Linked DNA regions of Mus musculus: region 2 is linked to region 1. The links are chromatin contacts, called in public HiChIP or PLAC-seq maps. All regions are on one chromosome and are shown on one strand. Each heading gives the region's core, a stretch centred on a gene start, on an enhancer-like site or on the middle of the called end of the contact. The rest is flanking DNA. Distances are from core to core; before and after follow the strand shown.

Evidence for each region. HiChIP or PLAC-seq counts read pairs in DNA pulled down with a chosen protein or histone mark.
Region 2: an H3K4me3 HiChIP or PLAC-seq map of neural tube shows a contact between it and region 1, with 4 times the contacts expected there. The contact joins the promoter of Gad2 here to the enhancer-like site in region 1. A contact is called at or near these places in 6 of 39 promoter capture datasets (HPC-7-derived erythroid cells, cranial neural crest, hippocampal neurons and 3 more), 10 of 115 datasets of contacts at active chromatin or transcription factors (SST interneurons, VIP interneurons, astrocytes and 7 more) and 2 of 9 other capture datasets (macrophages and pancreatic islet).

What each region holds. Positions count from the first base shown.
Region 1 is chr2:22,103,688-22,106,630 of GRCm38.p6, forward strand. No RefSeq gene overlaps it. Among named protein-coding and RNA genes, the nearest start is that of Myo3a, 120 kb to the right of the region's middle. Within about 2 kb of position 1,639, at least 19 of the 459 cell types and tissues checked have an H3K27ac peak or open chromatin away from gene starts, as enhancers often do. A contact at or near this core is called in neural tube, where this site is marked.
Region 2 is chr2:22,620,921-22,623,967 of GRCm38.p6, forward strand. Gad2 (glutamic acid decarboxylase 2) reads left to right here and starts at 1,407. Exons shown (of 16, transcript NM_008078.2): 1 at 1,407-1,818; 2 at 2,516-2,575; 3 at 2,769-2,918. The coding sequence starts at 1,743.

The sequences.
Region 1 (2,943 bases), core at 389-2,888:
TCATACGGTGTGGCCCAGGACTGGATTACTACAGGCAGATAGCTACATAAACCCAGCTTGCTATGATCTCACAGACTAAGCTTTGCTAAACCTCTGAGACAGGAGTGAAGGATGGGGTGAGAGAATTGCCTGGAGAGCAAAGCATTTGAACAAAACAGGCAAGTATCACACTAGAGGTAACCCAATCACAAAAGAACACACATGATATGCACTCACTGATATGTGGATATTAGCCCAGAAGCATGGAATACCCAAGATACAATTCGCAAAACACATGGAACTCAAAAGGAAGGAAGACCAAAGTGTGGATACTTCTGTCCTTTTTAGAAAGGGAAACAAAATACCCATGGAAGGAGTTACAGAGACAAAGTATGAAGCAGAAACTGAAGGAATGACCATCCAGAGACTGACCCACTTTGGGATCCATCTCATAAACAACCACCAAGACCAGGCACTATTGTGGATGCCAACAAGAGCTTGCTGACAGGACCCTGATATAGCTGTCTCCTGAGAGGCTCTGACAGTGCCTGACAAATACGTGAATGCTCACAGTCATCCATTGGACGGAGCACAGGGTCCTGAATGAAGGGGCTAGAGAAAGTACCCAAGGAGCTGAAGGGGTTTGCAGCCCCATAGGAGGTACAAGAGTATGAACTAACCAGTACCCCCAGAACTCCCTGGCTCTAAATTACCAACCAAAGAAAACACATGGTGGGACTCATGGCTCTAGCTGCATATGTAGGAGAGAATGGCCTAGTCGGTCATCAATGGGAGGAGAGGCTCTTGGTCTTGTGAAGATTCTATGCCCCAGGGGAATGCCAGGGCCAGGAAGCAGGAGTGGGTGGATTCATGAGCACAGGGAAGGGGAAGGGATAGGGGGTTTTCAGAGGGGAAACTAGAAAAGGGGCTAGCATTTGAGATGTAAATAAAGAAAATATCTAATTTAAAAAAGGGAGAAGATAATGGGTAAAAAGAACTGGGATGCTACATAGTGGTCGTCTCAGAGCCAATTCACCTGTCTGATTGAACTCACCTCTCTTCCAGCTACAGAGGACTCGAGTTACAAAAGGTACAGAATAAAAGAAACTACTTCAAATAATCTTTGTGCTCTAGTTTTCTCTATTTTGAAAAAAAAAAAAAAGAGTTACAAATGCTTATCAGATTCCTGAGCTCTAGCTACCTTTTGTGACTTTAGAAGAAATAAGTCTCAATTCACCACCCATTTCAGTCTGGTTTGAGAAAAGCTGTCAAAGGCAGAAATGGAATGAAGTACCCAGAAGAAATCAATTCATTCTTGCATCCATGATCCTCTTTGAGATCAAGTCTGAATTTCAGATAAAACAAAGAGGTTTGTTTTGGTCTATTGCTAATTGATGTATGGATCTAGAGTTAATTTAGATGATGTAACAAGGAAGGCATGAAATTGCTTGATGAAACCAAGTAGGTTTTTCACCATTAGAGATTTATTGCAAGTTTGATGTCTTCATGACCCCTGAACTCTACACTATCATGATTCAAAGAAAGGCTAAGTTTTTACTTTACCAGACTTTTAGACTATTAAATGTCAGTCACCCTATGTAAGAAAGCAATAAACGCGAGAATGGAAAGTGGGGTTTGCCTCTGAGATGGATAACATAATGAGTCACTGTTTAAATAAATCCGTGGAGCTTTGTGGAGTCTTTAAAAGGACCATTTAATTGTGTACACTGAGTTCTTAACTTTATGGTGTCTGAGAGAAATGGCTGTTGTGAAATGGCAGGAGGTAAATGTGTTCGTTCATGTGACTGTGAAAGAGAACAATGTCTCAACTGTGAGGAGGAAATTGGTGAGTTGGATTCTGCAATAAATTGCAGCTATCACGAATACTTTGCTGTGCCTGGGAAAGACCTGTCAAAAAGTGAGAAAAGGAAGTGCAATCAAGAGGACTGCAGGCCGATCCTTTTCACTTGAGGGACACATCTTGACCAGAAGAAAATCCTGAATACAGAATCAAATAGGAACAGCCCATTCTTACCTTCTTTCTTTTCAGTATCTTTGTTTCTTCTAAAAGGAACACTTTTCTCAATTCTTGGATGAACTGTAGGAAAAAAAAAGACCCTACAATGTGAATTTATGACTGTGATTTTCTTTCTCTTTTTTCATTTTCTGAAAATATTTTTTTCTCACATAAATATATCCTGATTACAGTTCTTCTCCCCACTCTTCCCAGTTTTCTCCCACCTCCTCTCCCATCTGGATCCATTCCCTTTTGTCTCTCACAAGAAAACAAATTGGCTTCTAAGGGAATACATTATACTACACCATACTATACTGTACAGTACTGTACTATATAATATAATATAATATAATATAATATAATATAATATAATATCTACCATGTCTGGATAGGACAAAACAAACCAACAGAAGAAAAAGGGCCCTCCAACTGGCATAAGAAGCAGATATAGACATAGAGACCCACTCATTCCTACACTCAGGAGTCCCATAAAAGCAAAACAAAACAAAAAACCTGGAAACCGTAACATTTCCTCCAAAGACCTGTAGGGTAAACAGAGATGCAAACAAAATTAAATAAAAAATAAGATAACTTAAAACAAAAATGAAACGAAACAACAAAAACAAAACAAAACAAACAAAAAAGTCCTGACACACATTATGAGACAAGGAATATCCAAAGATGCCTTTGAGTTCATTTTCTTTTTGTTTTTTCTTATAAAACTCTTGTTTTATTGGTTATTTTGTTTATTTACATTTCAAAGGTTATCACCCATTCCATGCCCCTGCCTTTCCAAGTGCACCACCACCCACCCACCCGATCACTCCATTTGGCTGTCTGCTACTGACCATGCAGACTACCTTGATGAGATTGGAGTACATTACATTTTCATTTGCAAGTGGTTATCAATTAGTGATAGTTTCTGAGTTAGGGATGGAGGTATGTGT
Region 2 (3,047 bases), core at 157-2,656, 520 kb after region 1:
CCGGACCTCAGTGGGCATCCTCTAGCTAGATCCTCCCTGGCCCCCCTGGATTCTGGAAACCTTGGGAAGAAGATAAAGCTTTGTGGAGAGAATGCACTTGGTCATCTGCAGTTATTCGAGGTCTCCGGATCCCTAACAAAATAAGTGATCCTGGTCACCAAGACTAAAGGTCCCAGGGTTTCTCCTCCGGCAACAGCTTTGGTGACTCATTTGAAAAACTCAAAGAAGGAATAAAGGACTATGGAGAGCAGGGAAGCTGCAGTCCCTCGCTCGGAGAGAAGGAAAGGAGATCGGGAACGGTTTAAAGCAGCACTTTCCTGCAAGTCTTTCTTGAGCTCTCTGTAAGCCTGGAACTATGGGTTTAGTATAGGCAAGAGGAAACGGAAGCGGAGCCAGAGGGCCCCAAATCTTCCTCAAGGCGCCGTCCCTGCATTTAAGAGCCTTTGGGAAAAGGGAAACAGAAAGGATTTTTTCATTCCTTTATTAGAAAACACAAACGAAACTACTTCTTTCTGGGCTGGGAAATTGCCACTGTTGTGTTCCTAGGCACCTGCTGATGGCAAGAACTCCTCTTGGGAAGGGACGAGGTCAGTGGGTTGAGTATCCCTGAAAAGATGGGAGTGCCTTTTCCTGGGATTTGGAAAAACTGATTCGCTTACTTTGAGACTCCCTGAATCCTGTGTATGTGTCAGCTCTCACCCACTCCAAGAAGTTTCTGTTCGTTTTATTTATTTAATTTTTCTCAGCCTGAGGTCCTCAGTGATAGATTCCAGCGTGGATTTTAATTGCTTCAATCAGCAGCCTTTCTCTTCAGCCGTCAGTCAAAACCTGGACGATGGGTCTGGGGACCCAGGCATGACTGCACAGAAACCGTACGACCCCCACCCCCACCCCCCAGGCTGGCTCAGCTCAGCAGGCAGACATTAGGCTCTGCTAAGGAGATGAAATGAGTTCGTTGGTGTGGAAGCGGTCCACCTTCCTCCCTCCTTGGTTCCTTCCCCAAGCTTTGGAGCTCTTCCTGATTGAGGCCAGGTGGCCTGGGCTCTTGAGGTCACAGCGACCTCAGCACTGGTTTGGAGGAAGGCGGGCGCGAGAACCACTTTTGCTCGGCAGCAGCCAGAGACAGCCCTCAAACAATGAGCCAATCGATGCACACGTGAAATTGCCCTCGGCCACCATTCCAATCTTGCCAAGGTCTCCCTGTCCCTGGGGTCACCTAGGCCAGCGTGCTGAGGGCTGTGGTAGCACCCTGGACAGCGCGTTCCGGCAGAAGCAGACCTGGAGCGCCTGTGGCTGGGTCAGCACTACGCAGGCACGCCTCCCTCCCCCGCATCTGACTCGCACCTCACGACCCAGCGCCTCCATTTCCCTTCCGTCACTCTCTCATCTCCCCACCAAGCTCCCTCTCCCTAAAAATCTCTTGGGCCCTTTCCACTTTCCAATCTCCAGACTGCGAGGATCACGGCTACTCCCCCCATTTAACCTCGGCGGCGCAGAGCACAGCAGCGCGTCCCTGCGCCCTGACTGGAACATACAAACACGCACGAGCACTGGCATACGCAGACAGCACGTTTCCTGTCCCTGTGTGACACCCACCCTCGTCGCGCTGCCGCTCCAGCCCTCGCGCGGTGCCCTTCTCCCGCCACACGTACTCGCACACGCACGCACTCTCGTGCAGGGTCGAGGCAAAGGCAGCTTGCCACAGCCACTTGGAGGCGACCAGCGCCAGTCTAGCAGAACCCATGGCGTCTCCTGGCTCCGGCTTTTGGTCCTTCGGATCTGAAGATGGCTCTGCGGATCCTGAGAACCCGGGCACAGGTAGGAAAATCAGGACCTGCAGCGGGAGAGCTTTGTGGGTGGTTTAGGGTTTGCAGGGCTAGGCTGATCATCAAAGCTTTGACATCTGCAACAGGAAACTTATTCGGGCGCTTCGCCCGGCTCTCTGGGTTAAGTCCGTAACTGTGTGAGAACACCAACCCCCCCCCCCACCCAGTCCTTTGTCCCCCAGGGAAAAAGCCCAGGGTTGTCTAGGCCCCTTCCCCTAAACATAGGCTCCTGAAAGACTGCAGCGTCTGCGGGAGTCAGAAATCAAAGATCTAGGCTTTGCCTCGGGACGTCTAGACCCTGGGCAGGGAAAGACAAAATGGGAGCAGGAAAGAGTTTGGGGTCTGAAAGGCAAGCGCGGTGAGAAACAAACAGCCTCGGGTTTAGGAAAGGCAGCCCAGGTGAGGGCAGGGAGAGTCTGGAAACCCGAGAACCTGGCGAACAAAGTGCAAAGGGCGGCGTTGTGAGCTGCTTTCTTTCTGGGACACCGCAAGGAAAGGGCTGGCCCCGGCGTCAGATTCCCTCGGACTCCCCCACCTGCTGAAAGCAGAGTCGCTAGCTGGTGGCTGCTTCGAGTTTGGCGCCGGGCCCCCAGACTCTGGACTTAAAGACCTGGTTCACTTGGAACGAAAATTCTCACTCGCCCGTCTGTTTTCTTTCCGATTCGCTTTTCCCTGCCTGGCGATTGCAGCGAGAGCGTGGTGCCAGGTGGCCCAAAAGTTCACGGGCGGCATCGGAAACAAGCTGTGCGGTGAGTGGTGGCACTGAATGGGAGAAGGGCTGGCAAGGTCGGGGGCCCGCGGCTGGCGGGAGCAAAGTCGTGGGCTCCCCTCTGAGCCTGCAGCCTAGGTTGGACGAATCCCTGGGTTGCCGGGTGGGTGGGGATGTAGGAGCGGAGACTACCGCCAGCTGACTCAGGTCCCGCGTTCCGTGTCTTTGTCCAGCTCTGCTCTATGGAGACTCCGGGAAGCCAGCGGAGGGCGGCGGGAGCGTGACCTCGCGGGCCGCCACCGGGAAGGTCGCCTGCACCTGCGACCAAAAACCCTGCAACTGCCCCAAAGGGGATGTCAACTACGCGTTTCTGCACGCAACAGGTAAATGGGCCGGCTGGCCAGGACCACGCTCCACCCCGCAGACATCTGACCCTCCAAATGGATGTCGGGGTGAGGATTCTGAGGATCTTCCACAGAATTGAAAGGACGTGGGGTTTGTGGGCTGGAGGG